Linked DNA regions of Mus musculus: all the other regions are linked to region 1. The links are chromatin contacts, called in public Hi-C, HiChIP or PLAC-seq and promoter capture Hi-C maps. All regions are on one chromosome and are shown on one strand. The core of a region is the stretch at or near the end of the contact, and the rest is flanking DNA. Distances in the headings are between cores, read along the strand shown.

What was found. A called contact is a pair of places that touch in the nucleus more often than the background predicts. HiChIP or PLAC-seq counts read pairs in DNA pulled down with a chosen protein or histone mark. Capture Hi-C pulls out chosen DNA fragments and counts their contacts.
Region 2: a contact with region 1 is called in a Hi-C map of LSK cells, with 7 times the contacts expected there. The contact joins the promoter of Etv6 here to the promoter of Arhgdib in region 1. A contact is called at or near these places in 1 of 39 promoter capture datasets (liver) and 1 of 484 Hi-C or Micro-C datasets (LSK cells).
Region 3: an H3K27ac HiChIP or PLAC-seq map of bone marrow-derived dendritic cells shows a contact between it and region 1, with 11 times the contacts expected there. The contact joins the promoter of Mansc1 here to the promoter of Arhgdib in region 1. A contact is called at or near these places in 2 of 115 datasets of contacts at active chromatin or transcription factors (acute myeloid leukemia and bone marrow-derived dendritic cells).
Region 4: a contact with region 1 is called in a promoter capture Hi-C map of liver, with 4 times the contacts expected there. The contact joins the promoter of 2810454H06Rik here to the promoter of Arhgdib in region 1. A contact is called at or near these places in 1 of 115 datasets of contacts at active chromatin or transcription factors (bone marrow-derived dendritic cells) and 1 of 9 other capture datasets (liver).
Region 5: a Hi-C map of CD8 T cells shows a contact between it and region 1, with 6 times the contacts expected there. The contact joins the promoter of Lockd here to the promoter of Arhgdib in region 1. A contact is called at or near these places in 3 of 39 promoter capture datasets (liver, neutrophils and pre-B cells), 4 of 484 Hi-C or Micro-C datasets (CD4 T cells, CD8 T cells and LSK cells), 4 of 115 datasets of contacts at active chromatin or transcription factors (acute myeloid leukemia, large pre-B cells, memory CD8 T cells and 1 more) and 1 of 9 other capture datasets (liver).

What each region holds. Positions count from the first base shown.
Region 1 is chr6:136,940,305-136,943,098 of GRCm38.p6, reverse strand. It overlaps Arhgdib (Rho, GDP dissociation inhibitor (GDI) beta), which reads left to right and starts at 1,343. Exons shown (of 6, transcript NM_007486.5): 1 at 1,343-1,448.
Region 2 is chr6:134,034,325-134,037,118 of GRCm38.p6, reverse strand. It overlaps Etv6 (ets variant 6), which reads right to left and starts at 1,419. Exons shown (of 8, transcript NM_007961.4): 1 at 981-1,419. The coding sequence starts at 1,013. It overlaps Gm46977, which reads left to right and starts at 1,807. Exons shown (of 4, transcript XR_001785383.2): 1 at 1,807-2,077.
Region 3 is chr6:134,631,018-134,633,811 of GRCm38.p6, reverse strand. It overlaps Mansc1 (MANSC domain containing 1), which reads left to right and starts at 1,324. Exons shown (of 4, transcript NM_026345.4): 1 at 1,324-1,596.
Region 4 is chr6:134,896,622-134,899,415 of GRCm38.p6, reverse strand. It overlaps 2810454H06Rik (RIKEN cDNA 2810454H06 gene), which reads right to left and starts at 1,455. Exons shown (of 1, transcript NR_029441.1): 1 at 1-1,455. It overlaps Gpr19 (G protein-coupled receptor 19), which reads left to right and starts at 1,222. Exons shown (of 4, transcript NM_001362050.1): 1 at 1,222-1,584; 2 at 2,203-2,254. RefSeq lists a cis regulatory region at 1,275-1,810.
Region 5 is chr6:134,927,689-134,930,482 of GRCm38.p6, reverse strand. Lockd (lncRNA downstream of Cdkn1b) reads right to left here and starts at 1,391. Exons shown (of 2, transcript NR_037956.1): 1 at 1,198-1,391.

The DNA.
Region 1 (2,794 bases), core at 94-2,593:
ATCAGTCTATCCTGGTGGGCGGGGCATTTCACGGCCACATACTCCTGGTTCATCATGTCTAATGGAGACCTCCTGTTTTCTTTCTTTCCTTTCTCCTTCCTCGTCCTCTCTTCTTCCTCTCCTTCTCTCTTTTTTCCCATGGTCCCTACCTGCGACCCTCATCCTGGTAACTGAAAACCCACTTGCCTCTATTCTACCTGGTAATTGGCTGTAACCACTTTTATCTAGCCAATAGTTTTCAATTGGGGAATGAGATTTACATAGCATCACTTGGTCTACTGAAGATGTTGGGGGACAACCAGATCTTGGTGGCCAGTACTTAGCATTTGAATACATCTCAGCACCAGACACAACTCACAGCGACGTTCAAAATAACTGAAGAGCATGCAGCCTATTTGGATGAAGAGAGGAAAAGTGCCATTTTCCCCAAGTGCCTTGGTTGAGGTAGCAGTCACTACGCATATTAATACAAATACTGATTATTGAAATGTTAGTATAAACGAGCATGCCTTGTTGACCGCAGCTTAGGAGCAAGTTAGAGAAAGCATCGAAACGCAGACACCGCAGCCCTGTCTCCAACGGGACTGCACACAGTGTTGGCAGCTTGTTCTCATTTAAATTTATTCACAAGCCACTCCTCAAATAGCTGCAAAGTCAATTTTAGCATCCATGTGATTGTCACAGATTTCTGCGTTAGATGAGGAATTAATGAAGCTGCATTTACAATCTACATTCCTAGATATAACCAACAGTGTTTGTTCTTGCTTTTGTTTTTACTTTTGTTTATTTCGTTTGAAGGCTTGTGGTGCAATAATACACAGCAACATCTTCAAATGAGGACCAATAAATAAAGCTCAAAAAAAAAACCCTCTGTCTGAAGACAAATTATTTAAATTGAGCACCCAGTATATACATTTAACATTCATAATTTCTACTCCTCATTTCCTACCAGCAAGTTGTCTTACTATAAATAAATGAATTATAAATAAAAGAAAGCTGACAGGAGCCTTAGAGGAGCAGAAGTTTGTAGTACACAATAAAGCCTATTACTTCTGTTTAGGGGCCCTATGTCTCTCCCCGAGATTATGGCTTTTAGACACGCACACCCAGTCATTGAAAGCACACACAGCTACAGGGACCCTCCCCCAGCATGCACACTCATGCATCTATGTCACATGGGCTGGTTTGCTCCACATGTGTCATTAATTGTCAAGAATGCTGCTCAGACGGCTGATCGGAAGATAGGCAGAGCAGGATATCGAGACAGCCCAGGGTTTCCTTGTCAAGTAGGTTTAAAACATTTTTTCCTCTTCTCTCTCTCTCTCTCTCTCTCTCTCTCTCTCTCTCTCTCTCTCTCTCTCAACTTCCTTCCTGTTCTGCCAGTCCTCAGTCAGAGTTGAGAGACAGAGGTAACCTCCAGAGACACAGGGCCGACTGGAGCCTGGAATGTAAGTTGAATGCCTGAGGTGGGGAGGCTGCAGGTGGGCGCAGAGTCCTGTAGGAAATCTCAGAACCACCCTACTGCCCTTGCCAGAGGAGCTGTTGCTGTTCTTAGGAAGGGCGGTTCTTTAAACCGAACTTCATGATAAGAAAGTGCTAAAGAGATTGCTGGAGCAGAAAAGGGGAAGTCAGCCCTGAGAAGGGGAGACAAGCTGAAGGAGGTAGGAGAGAGTACCCTGCTACCAGAATGTTCTAGAGAAGGGCTCTGGGGATACCTGGAATGGGGGCGGAGTGGGGGGCAGCACTGGGTGGTTTCCTTGCTAGGCAGGAGCTGGAATTTGGCTGCGCTCAGGAAAAGGAAAACCCTACCTCTGATACTGACTGTGCTGTGGATGGCGGCTTGTGCTGGGGTGGAGATGTGTGGTTTCCTGTTTTTGAGCACACTTTAAAGAGACTGTTTGAAAGGAGAGAAAATATGGTGCAGAGCTGTCAAATGCTAAGCCCTTAGCAAAAACCAGGGGAATTAAATTCCTGCAGTGGGCTGGGCAGGAAGATATTCACTGTGACTGCCAAAAAACAAAGCAGCCCTCCACATCAAGGGGAACTGATGCAGACCCAGAAGATGTGGAGAAAACTGTGGGAGAGGCACTAGGAGAGTCTGCGTGGGCCCAGCTATAAACGTGGTCGGTGGGCCTTCCAGCTGTCGTGGTCTGAACTTTGGCCTTGCTAGAAGGGCTCTAGGCATCACTTGGTATGCTCTCCTCTCTTTCTCAGGTTTTCCAGTCAGCAAGTGCTAAATGCCCCATTTTGGGTAACTGTAGCATGGGTCTGAGAAGCTCTGAGTAGTTTTTCACTAGGCGGTGAGGGAGTCAGACTCTTACAGGAAGGCCCCCAAACCACCCCTTCACAAAGACACTAAGAGCCTTCTGAAGTCAGGCTTAGCACACTGGGTTCCCCACATGAGAACTCAAGAAGAGATCAGCGGTGACCTGCTGGCTGGGAATTTGTCACCAACAGGTGCCATTTCTCTCTGTGGCATTTCTAAGAGTGTACCCCTGCCCGTTTCAAACACAGTGCAAGTTTACTGACAAAATGAGCTTATTCTTTTGTGAGTCCTTCAGGTTTCTGATAGAACATGATCAACTCTCCTTCCACGTGGCCCACACTCTGCCAGTGAGAAACAACCATGACTAGCCGGCCTAAACCTCATGGGCATCTTCTTGCCCTCGGAATTTGGTCCTTCACCATTTTGGAGAGTGTGGGTCTGTCCCAGGGAGACAGGCTTTGCTCAGCCGCGCACAGTTTGGTTTCCACTGGAAGCTCAGAACAGCAGAGTTACTCTGAGGGGAATTTA
Region 2 (2,794 bases), core at 170-2,669, 2.9 Mb after region 1:
TTTTCCACACCAGCTTGGACTGTCAGAGAAGGTCATTTTGCTTAGCTACTTCTTTTCCACCCTTCATCACAGGAGTTTTCTACTTTCAGATTGCTCAACTTTCATATGCACTAGCGTAAAACAACTATTCAGCAACTTTATTCACCTTGGTTTAATTTTTTTTTTCATTGTGCAATGCCCAGGAAAAGCTGACACCAAGACTGTCTTAGGACTTGCAATCACAATCAGAAGAGAAGAGAGGGTAAAATTCTTGTGTGATAGAACGGGGGGGGGGGGGGGAGGAGGGGCGTAAAGAGAGAGAGAGAGAGAGAGAGAGAGAGAGAGAGAGAGAGCATCCTAGTGGAGCCCCTAGAACTTTTTCCCTAGAGACCACCCCTTGGGAACAAAAGTTACAATTCAGTCTCACGTTATGCGTAGGAATAAAGAGAAAGGGTTTTTCTTTTTCCTTTCTTATTTTTAAGCGCACTAATTACGGAGGTGCTCTACAGATCTGAAGACAACCCGGGTTCCTCCTACCAATTGAGAGCGGCATTACATTGTCAAAAAGAAAGGGAGTGGGGCTCTCTTTCTCTCTTGTCCTCTTGGGCTATTACCTTCCCCCTACCTTCCCTATTCCCTTCCCTCTCTCTCCACGTGTTCATGGCCTGCCTCTACTTCTCTACTCTCTCCCTCTCTCTGCTTTTTTCTGCCACAACTACCCTCTTGACTCCCCTCCCCTTGCCCTAAATAAACTCTATTCTATACTATTAAAAAAAGGAAAGAAAGAAAGGGAGTGGGGGGGGGAGGCAGGAGCCCAAGAGGATCTCGGCGGAGAGGGGTGCAGCAAGGTTACACTAAAGGGTACAGCGCGGCCGCGAGCTGCATCTCCTTTTCCCTCGCGCCCCAAATAATTCCCCGCCAGCCTAGCAACTGCACCAGCAGCCCCGGGGTAAGGGGGTTCCGATCGCCCAGCGGAGGAAGGAGGGGAATCCGATCGTTACCTTAATGCTAGACTGAGCAGGAGTCTCAGACATGTCTCACAGCGAAAGGGATCAGGAAGTTCTCAGTTTTTTTCCACTTTCCTTTCCTCTCCCCAACCCAGAAACGCTCGGCGGGGCAGCGGGATGCGGTCGTTTAAGAAGTTTCTTGCAGCATCGCTGGCGGCGGCCGCCCGAGGGGGAGGGGGGGCTCTTCTCAACGCGCGGATTGGGCGCGAGGTGCGGGGGCGTAGGAGCCGGCGAGCACGGCGTGGGGTGTGCGGGTCGCGGCGCGGCGACCCGGGCGCAGCAGGCCGGCCTGGCGTGTCTCCTCCCACCCGCGGCCGGCGCGCCCGCCCTCCCGCGGCGCTCGCTCGCTCGCTCTCTCGCTCCCTCGCTCCCTCCCTCCCTCTCTCTTTCTCGAATGTTTTCCTTCCTGGAAGAGAGAAACTGAAAGGCAGAACTGAGAAAGCTCTCTGCTCATTGATCTTGAGAGTTTCAGGGCAGAAACTGACGTGAATTCCCAGCACCCGGCTCTGCCTCTTAAAGGAGCCACCAGGAAATAAAAGCTCGGGTTACCGCGGGCCGCGGAGAAATCAAAAGGCGTGCGGGGGAGGGGCGCGGGATGCCCACTGGGCCGCCCCGAGGCGGAGGACGCCTTTGGGGAACCTTGCAGCGTGGCCCAAGGACCAGCAAGCCTGGTTCATCTCTCTCCCGACTCCCCTGGCTGCGCCTCAGGAGGACCTGGGCCACGCACAGTAGGGGCTTTTCTGTGCACTCCCAGAGGCGCAAATGCAGCCTGGGGACCGCAGTCTAGGAAGGGGCTTTCCGGGAAGGACGCGGCGCCGCAGGAGGAAGCGAGACAATGGCCTTTGTTCTGCGCGGCGACCGCGGCCGCTTTAAGAGAATCCACCAGGAAATGGGAGCTCGGGTTACAGGCTGCGCACGGGGAAGTGCAGGGCGCGACGCTGGAGACAAAGCCGCGCGGTCGCGCTCCGGCGCAGGGACGCGGCGAGCGGGGGTGCTCCCCGCGACGGGGGCGCCCCACGGCCTGACCTCCCGCCTTCCCCGATTCGAAATCCCCCGGCCATTTAAAGCCACAGCGGCCGCTACCAACCGACGTAGGTGACTGGACTACAAAGTTGACAGGGCGCGTTCCAGCAGATCTTAGCCCTCCCCTGGGCCGCTCCTCGGGCTCGGTCATTGGCGGAGGGGACAGCCCGGGGTCCTGCAGAGGAGGGGCTGCCAGAATCCTGGGGCTGAGGCGCTAGCCTTGAGCACCAGCGTTCCGATCACTCTATTTTTATTGCTATTTATAATCTCTTAAAATGCCCACCGCAGAAGATGGTGTTTAAATTCTAACCCTCTAGTCTATACAGGTTTAATATGTGGATATATAACGAAGAGCTTGATGCACTTCCATTTTGTGCTTTGACGGTAAAATAAACACAAATGTATGCGTGTATGAATGCATTATACTCATCTTCCCTGCTGAGGGTTTCCCAGACTCACCTCTGTATTCCCACCTCTGTAGTTTCTTGGGAAGGAGGCGTGGGGGTGGGAGGAAGCAGTATTGTTTTGAAGTAAAATCTCTCAATGTAACCCTGACTGTCCTGGAACTCTTTCAGGCTGGCCTGGAACTAGTTCTGCCTCTGATCTTTCTTATGTATTTATTTATTTCCTGCACACTTTTCAGCGTCGTAAAAACGTGCTCAGACTTTCATAAACAGAACTTCTGTTCATACATACTCATATTAGGACACTCTAAATGAAATTTTCCAAGAGTCAGGCTGGGAACGCACCCCGTTGCTGATAACAGTAATGTTCTTGGAGGGAAC
Region 3 (2,794 bases), core at 75-2,574, 2.3 Mb after region 1:
CCTTGGTACCAAGCTGTGGCAACATTACTATAACTGGAAAGTAGGTCACCCTCTACCTGCCCCGAGTTGGTATCACACAATGGACCGTTGTTCACAAGCTTTCTCTGACGACATATACTTCCTGCAGCTACTGGTTAAAGCCAGCTTATGTGTTGACTGTACAGGCCCAGAACAATCATCTATAACTGCGGCTTCAAAACTCTTCCGCCCCAGCCAATGTGAAGATGGCGCCGAAAGTTAGACTGGATTACATCAGTCTCTTAATGAGGTTTTATTCGTTTGGGGTTATATGCAAACAGGAGTGAAGGGAGCAGTCAGAGATAACTTAACCACTTAAGCCTCGTTTCTATTTATTTGGCAACAAGTACTTTTTTTTTTTGGTTTTTTGAGACAGGGTTTCTCTGTAGCCCTGGCTGTCCTGGAACTCACTTTGTAGACCAGGCTGGCCTCGAACTCAAAATCTGCCTGCCTCTGCCTCCCAAGTGCCGGGATTAAAGGCATTCGCCACCACGCCCGGCTAAGAAGTACATTTTAGTCAAATACTTTTAAACCACCATAAAGCCAGAGTGCTACGCTAAGTGTTTAGGGATGTCATTTTAACAGCTGTGTCAGACAGCACTGCTTTCGTCGTTATTATCCATACTCATAAACAAATCATGACTTGGGAGGTAGAGGCAGGAAGATCAGGACTTAAAAGTTCATACTCAGTTACACGTGGAGCTGGAGACCAGACAGGTGAGAACCTGTCTCAAAGAAAAAAAAAGCCAAAATAAACAACAACACACAGCAACAACAACCCAGTACATCCCGGGAAAAGCCATGTGCCTTACAGAGTTAGCTGGAGAACTGCCAGCTGTGACTGAGCCCCTCCCGTTCCCCAATTGTGGAAATAGACTCTCCTAATTATGCCCAAATTAGGATGCTCTGTGATCTTTGACCAAGAAGGTGTCCTTGAACAGAAAGTGGAGGTGAACCCCTGTGACACCTGCACTTTGGAGGTAGAGGAAAGAGGATCAGGAGTTGAAGGTCGTCCTTGCGTACCCAAAGAATTCCAAGTCGGCCAGGCCTTCAGATAACGTCTGGAAACAAAAAGCAGCGCTTATTGTGGTTGCTTGCTAAAGACAAGAAGACTGCGACCCAGCGTGGAGCGGGAGTACACCTGGGTGTGTGACCTCCCCATCAGCACCTGTGCATTTGCTCTTCATGGCTTCCCCGCGGCCGAGCGGCACGGTTTAAGACCCTTGGTGACCCCGAGAGTCAATCCTCCCCCTCTAGTGGCTCTCAGTGCGTTGGGTGCTGGGGATCTGGCGGCTAGGTTCGCACATCCCGGCTGGGGCGGTCAGGCTGGATGTTGCCTGGGAAGCAGCTCCGGGTTGCAGGGCAGGGACGCGCCCTTCCCCCGTGCAAACTTTCAGTCGCTGCGACGGAAGCAGGAACTTGGTCACGACAAAATCTGCGGGACCGGTGCGGGAGCTGCGGAGCATCCCCTGCGATCCTCCCCAGAGCCTTGCGCCGCTTCGCTGGTTCTTTGCAAAAGCGACCTAACTGTCCTTGGGCCCAAGCGCCGCGGGGGCCACAGGGGTCTCTCGCTTGCAGGTAAAGGCGTCTCTTTCCGCCTCTGGCTGGCCTCGGGTAGACGCGACCCCTTGTGGGAACAACTCCGTTCCTTTCCGGGGCCCAGCTCCAGCAACCACCCCGAAGCGACCCTAGGGACCAGACTTGGGCAAAGTGGGGGCTGGCCTGGATAGTCCCCAAAACAGATGGTAGGGCGGGCTTGAAAGCACCTGCTATAAATGGCACAAGCTCCAAATTGTCTGCAGAGGGCGGCTGAAGCAATTCAGGGAGTAGCATGTACTTGCTCAAAGGACGGAAAAAGTTCCCATGTTTTCTCCTATGCTTTCTCTTCCCTTTTCCTTATTCAACCTGCTGTGTGATACTCTGTAAAGGTGGGGGTGGGGTGGGGGTGGGAAGGGAGAGAGAGGGACAGAGAGAGACAGAGACAGACAGAGAGACAGAGGCAAACAGAGACGGGGAGAGGAGAGTTACCTACCGACTTCTTGATAGTATGCTGTAAATGATTGCCAACACTTGAAATAGTTACATACAAGTTAAGTTTGAGCGAGTCAGCAAGCTCTCTTCTCTCTATGTCTCTGTCCCCCTTTTCAACAGGATTAAGTTGAGCTTCACACCTTTAGTGGATTAGATAACTTCATGAACTAATGGCACTACAATTGTGCTAATATGTAATTCTTTTTATTTATTTTATTTATGAGTACATTGCCACTGCCTTCAGACACACCAGAAGAGGGCATTAGATCCCAATTCAGATGGTTGTGAGCCACCATGTGGGTGATGGAAATTGAACTCAGGACCTCTGAAAGAGCAGTCAGTGCTTTTAACCTCTGAGCCATCTCTCCAACCCTAATATGTAATTCTTAATCAGGGATCAAAAAAGCCAGAAGATCTAAGTCACCTAAGAGCTGTTGGATATCCCTAATGAAACTATTTGTTAATTTAATTGATTACATTTCCCTGTGTACCCCTGCCCAGCCTGGAACTCATTACTTAGACTAGGTTGGGCTTAAACTCACAAGATCTGCCTGCCTCTGCTTCCTTGGTGCTGTAGTTAAAGGTGTGTGCCACTGCGCCCATACCTTTTTGGGGTTGTTTGGTTGGTTTTGGCCTTTCAAGACAGGGTTTCTCTGTGTAGTTCTGGCTGACCTGGGATGAGCTCTGTAGACCAGGCTGGCCTTGAACCCAGAAATCTTCCTGCCTCTGCCTCCAAGTGCTGGGA
Region 4 (2,794 bases), core at 206-2,705, 2.0 Mb after region 1:
TTTTACTCAGTTCTGCATAAATCCGTGGCTTTTAGGCAAGGAGCCTACCAACTGATCTACAAACCCCATTTTTTTTCTTCTTCAATGTACCACCATACCCAGATTGTATAGGAAAAAAAATGTTCAAAGTATGCTAAATTTTACTATTATATTGAACATAAAAAAAAAAATCCGAGGTGAGATGATAGCTTCTCTTGAGACAAATGTTGGAAGCATGACAAGTCTTCAAGTTCTGACCTCTTCTGTTCACATACATACATTTCCCCCTTCTTACTGGTTAAAATCTCACTTTTTCTGGTAGAAAAATGTTACAAATCTAAAGACTTCAATCTCACCGGTCAAAAAATAGGGTCTAATAAAATTGCCAAATAAATTCCATTGTTTTGAAAACTAGAAAAATGCTCAGGCTTAGCTAAGTTGCCAGTTATTAATTTTTTTTGAACGTACTGGAATCTATCAATAGAAATTCCTTCACAAATCAGTTTGCCTCTACTTGCAAATGGATAACCATATCTAAAATAATCTATGCTTATCAGATAATATTTTATGAGCACTGTCTGAGTCTATTTAGAGCGGACTTTGAAGGGACATTCAGACTCTTATGAACTAACTGGCTTCTGCTTTAAAGGGCTACTGCTTCTAGTGTCAGCTCTTTCTAGTTTCAAAATTTGCATGGCCGCCTTTCTGAGTCGCCTTCAAGAACAGTCTTAGCCCAGTCAGGAATTGCTCGAACTCCGGCGGCCTTAGGGTCAGGCTTATTTGCATCTTTGCTAAACAAAGTCCATCCTTTGAGGCGTCAGCGCCGCCGGTCTTCGCTCTCACGCTCCGCTGCTCACTTCAGCGACGGTGGCGTGCACAGCACCTGGGTCATCTGTGCTCACGATCCTGCCGCGACACCGACTCTGGGCGTTGTGGTTCTCATTTCAGGGCTCCGAGATTCCCACGGCACACTCGGCTGCTCGCTCCCTAGTCCCGGGACTAGGAGGCGCGGTTTTCCCGGAGAAATCCACGTCAGCCGCGCAGGCGCAGGCGCAGGATCTGGGCGGAGGGAAGGGGCCTGCGCTCGGCCCGCGGTAAACAAGCACTGCGCAGGCGCCGTGCGCCAAGGTGATTTTTTTTTTGTTTTGTTTTTTGTTTTTTGGTTTGCATAGCATCATAAAAAAGGGGGAAGGCCAAAGCAAACCCTAGCATCTTAAGACGATCGACGGTGTGGCTTCTGCTACTCTCACTCTGAGGCACCGGCTGCGCGACCATGGCAGCCATAACTCTTCCACAGAGCTGCCGGCCTTGAGCTCTTTCGCTCACTGTCTACACTGAGGCTGAGAGGACAGAGAAAAGACAGAGAAAAAAAAGAAGAAAGAAAGAAGATTTAAAGGAGAGGTGGTGGGCGGTTCCCACAACGCCACCGTAAAGACCTCTGTGCCTCTTTCCCCAGACAACGCGAGATCCTGTGCCAGCCGGGACTCCGCCCCCGCCCCGCCCGTGGCTGTGTGCGCATGCGCTGGGCTTTTTGGCGCGCAAACCGTTCAGAACTTCCTGCTTGGTCACAGGTGGCCCCGTCGGCCCCCGAGGGATGTCAGTCAGGTCGGAGCCGGGGATTCACGCCCACTGCGGCACGTCCTTAGGGATTTTTCGGTCAAAATTCCACTTGACTGTAACTCGCCCCCCCCATTCTTCTGTTCTCGTATGGGTCATGAGGTCTCCGCGAATCCAAGAGTCAGAGTGGGAAGAGAACCCCTCGCGGTTTTTAAAAGATGTTGCGATTTCGTTGTGTGGCACGCGAGCTAACTGGCATAAAAGGATAAATCTGGGGAACGAACGGGACTTCCCCCCCCCCACCCCCGAAGATTCTGAGAGGCTGTGAATGTGGACCGGGCTAACACAGTGATATGAAGATGAGAAGTTTTAAAAATGGAAGGAGCCAATGAAGGCTTGAGAGATGAGGCTAGGAGGAATTAGAGCAGTAGAGGAAGTTTAGCTTAAAATATTTACGCATATTTATAAGCAAGTAGGCAGCAGTGCCGCATATTTAGTCTACGATAGCGAAGTGAAATGGGGATGTCTTTGAGTGCAACAGAAACATTTTTTAAAGTTGTCGCAGGCAAGAGCTGAGGTTGGGGCGGGGTAAAACAGATAATCTGGAGTCTTAGGATGTTGCAAGTGTGGACCGCTCTGACTGATTTGGCCTCTTTTCTCTCTCAGGGGACGTGGAACACCTGCACAAACTGGATTTTTGCCCTATCACGACTCTGAGGTACCATCCGGCAACTGAAGTGTCCTCTTTCCAATAGAATGCCTGGCCTCTCCCACCAACTTCACGGTTCAGCCGGAATGAAATTTGGCTAACAAGTCACTCAGATGAGTCACTGGCTCATTACAAGATTATAGATTTCTAATCTATAGCCTTCCAGTTGTGTAGATCTTAGGATTCACTCTAATATTGGGAGCAGTGCTATATAGTACAGACAGTATTGTCATTTTTACTGTCCCTGGAGATTGTTTGCAGGACCTTGCACAAGTCCCGCAATGCATGATGCTCAAGTCCCCTGCGTAATGAGGTATACTATTTGCATATGACCCTTGTACATCTTTCTGTAAAGTTTAAACAATCTCTAGATTATTTGTGATATGTACATCGATGTAAATGCTATGTAAATAGCTCCTGTACTATATTGTATAGGGAGTAATGGCAAGAAAAGCATTCAGTACAGATGCAAATTTATCTTCTCTATTTTTATATCTGCTTTTGGCTGAATGTGAGGATGTGAAACCCATGGATGTGGGGGGTTGACTC
Region 5 (2,794 bases), core at 142-2,641, 2.0 Mb after region 1:
TTTGACCTGGGACTCATAGAGATCCATCTGCCTCTGCCTCACGAGTACTGGGATTAAAGCTGTACACCACCATGTCCAGTGGGGTTTTATTTATGACCTCCTTTGTTTGTACGCTTGTTGGTATATTCGAGGTAGGGAGGGTTATATGCAGCCCAGGCTGACTGCAAAGTCTCTCAGTATCCTAAGCAGGCCTTGAACTCCTGATCCTCCTGCCTCCAGCTCCCAAGTGCTCAGATTACAGGTGTGCTCCACCATGCCAAGCCCAAGTTTCCAAGCCTGTTTTCACAGTCACGTGCTATCTGAATCTTTATCTATGACACCCCTGTCCGGGGACCATCCAAATCCCTGCTTGGCTCACACTCAAGATGAAGACCTGTTTCTGAGACTAGCTTCCTCCTTCCAGGGATGTGGTTTTCCTCATGGACTGCTCATTCTGATCGGATGTGTCCTCTGAAAGGCAGAGGTAAGCACTGAGCCTCTAACAGAGTCCATGAATACAGCCTGGAGAGCAGCTCAAACATGTTGGTTTATGGACGGGGTCAAGGAGCTTAGTGGACTGGGAGAGGTAAGGTCAGAACTAGACAGCTAAAAAACTAAGAACATGGCATACTGGTTCAGGGGCCAATGGAGGCTAAGGCTGGGCTTCTGGCTAAAACAGACTGAAAGGAGATATCAGGAGAAATTATTTTAAGGAAAGAAAAAGGGAAGAAAAAAAAAAGGCAAAGGCAAAGAAAGGTATACATATGAGATGTCCCTGATAAAGAGAAAGACTGATCTAGGACTACTGTTTAATTATTATGACGTTTTAAAAGCTTCACTGCAAAGAAAAACATAGTTGGATCCTAATTAATAAAAGCCATCACTTGTATTAGACCTGTTCTACTAATTGAATCCTCCTAGATCTTAACAAACTCTTTCCAATGAGTTTCCTGACCCAGAAATCAAAAGGGGACTTTATGTCCCCTTCTCATCCTCACAAGGGGGGGTGGGGAACCAAACCTGGAAAACAGACAGGTTCCCCCCCCCCTTTAAGGTTAAAAAGGAAGAAAATGACACCGACTGCCTTTGTCCTGATGGATTTTGACACTCTAACCCCAGAAATAACACCTCTTTTGCTCTATATAGAGTCTATAGCCACACCTTGTATTTGGTTGGTTTATTCCTATGACGGGTAATATTCATTTCTAGGATAACTACCCGCTCCCGCCCTCCCCAAGTCTACCTTTCCAAGACAGGGGAAGGTGCGTCCTCGTCGAACTCCCGCCTGTACCTTCCTAGTACCTCTGGCCAGCAGCCTGTGTGCCCGTGCTCCCTGGACATCCGTGAATGTTTGATGCTACATCTCTACCCAAACTGAAGCTTCCCGCCTGCATTCTGTCAACGGCACTTGCGGGCGGGGCGGGGGGGGGGCAACTTTTGGAACAGAAAGCTCCACCCATCCTACTCCCTACTACCTGCAATCAAACCAGCTAAAACACCCCACCTCAGACTCCCCAACTAAGTCTCATCACATGATCTACCGTACGGTAATTTTTTTTTTTTAACAAGAAAACAAGCATCCAAAAAAAAAAAAAAAAAAATTCAAACTGCAGGCGCGAGCCAATGGGGAAGCAGGGGAAGGTGGGCGGGGGAAGCGCGGCGGGCTGGGCGGGGACCCGCGGACCTGTGGACCGAAGGATTCGTAAAACGCAGCAGGCGCACGGTTTAGGCTTTTTTTTTTTTTCTTCCAAAACTCAGTTAAGCGCGAGGCTCCGCCTGCAGCTGCAGCCTCGCAGATCCACCTTAAATCTTCAGTGGACTCGGTGCAGGGGTCAGTGGGCGCAGCCAATGCCAATCAAGTTTACAACCACCAGCTCGGGACGAGGGAGGGGGGGTTTGGGGAAGGCCAGAGGGAGAAACTTCAACTTCTCGCTTTATATGCACACATCACACACGCGCACACGCAAACACACGTACGCACGCACATGCACACGCACACAAAGGGAAGGAGGGGGCCAGAGACCGGCGCTCCGCCGCCAAGTAACAAGTTTGCAAACGCTTCTAAGCTCGCTGGCCGCGGCCTGGACGCGCTTCCCGCGTCCCGACCCGAGCGCCATGATGGTGGCTGCGGTTCTCAGTCCGGGTTCTGGAGGGGGAGCCGCAAATGATGCAATCCCCCGGCCGGCGCCCGAACCGCGCGCCCTTCTCCCGGCCTTTTTCTTAACGTTCCTTTTAGAGGCGCGTCGAGGTTTCGCGCCCAAAGCATGGATAAGGGGTTTTTCTTTTGTTTTATTTTTTAAGATTTCCTAATTTCTGGTTCCTACCTCTGCTGAGTCCTTATGCATGATAAGTCTGTGACTTGGATGGAGGCCCGAGGGACTTGAGACTTGAGTGTACGTGGAAATAAGTGCACTTTCGGTTCTCCGGGATCCGCCTGTGGCTGACCCCACCCTATTACAACCCCACGCGAGTGAAATCAGGGAGACGACCCCATAGGTTTCTAAGTAGGATCCATGGCCTTTTTACCCCTCAGTGTCGTTTGCAAGGTTTCTTTTTTGCTTTAATTTTATTATTTTTTAAAGCCAGGAAAGGGGGGGGCAGGAGTAGGGTGTGGCTCAGGTGAAAGATGGCAAATGAAAAAGAATCCATGCTCTGAAAAACAGATCAGGGATCCTAAGTGGACTTCTAAACAAAACACCTTTTAGTTCAAAGCGCTAGACGAGCAATCGTGTTTTCTGGTGATGATGGTGTAATGGCGAAGGCAATTCTCTGGCTCCCAGGAAAGGTCGCTCAGTGCAGCCAGGGTGGTGGGCAC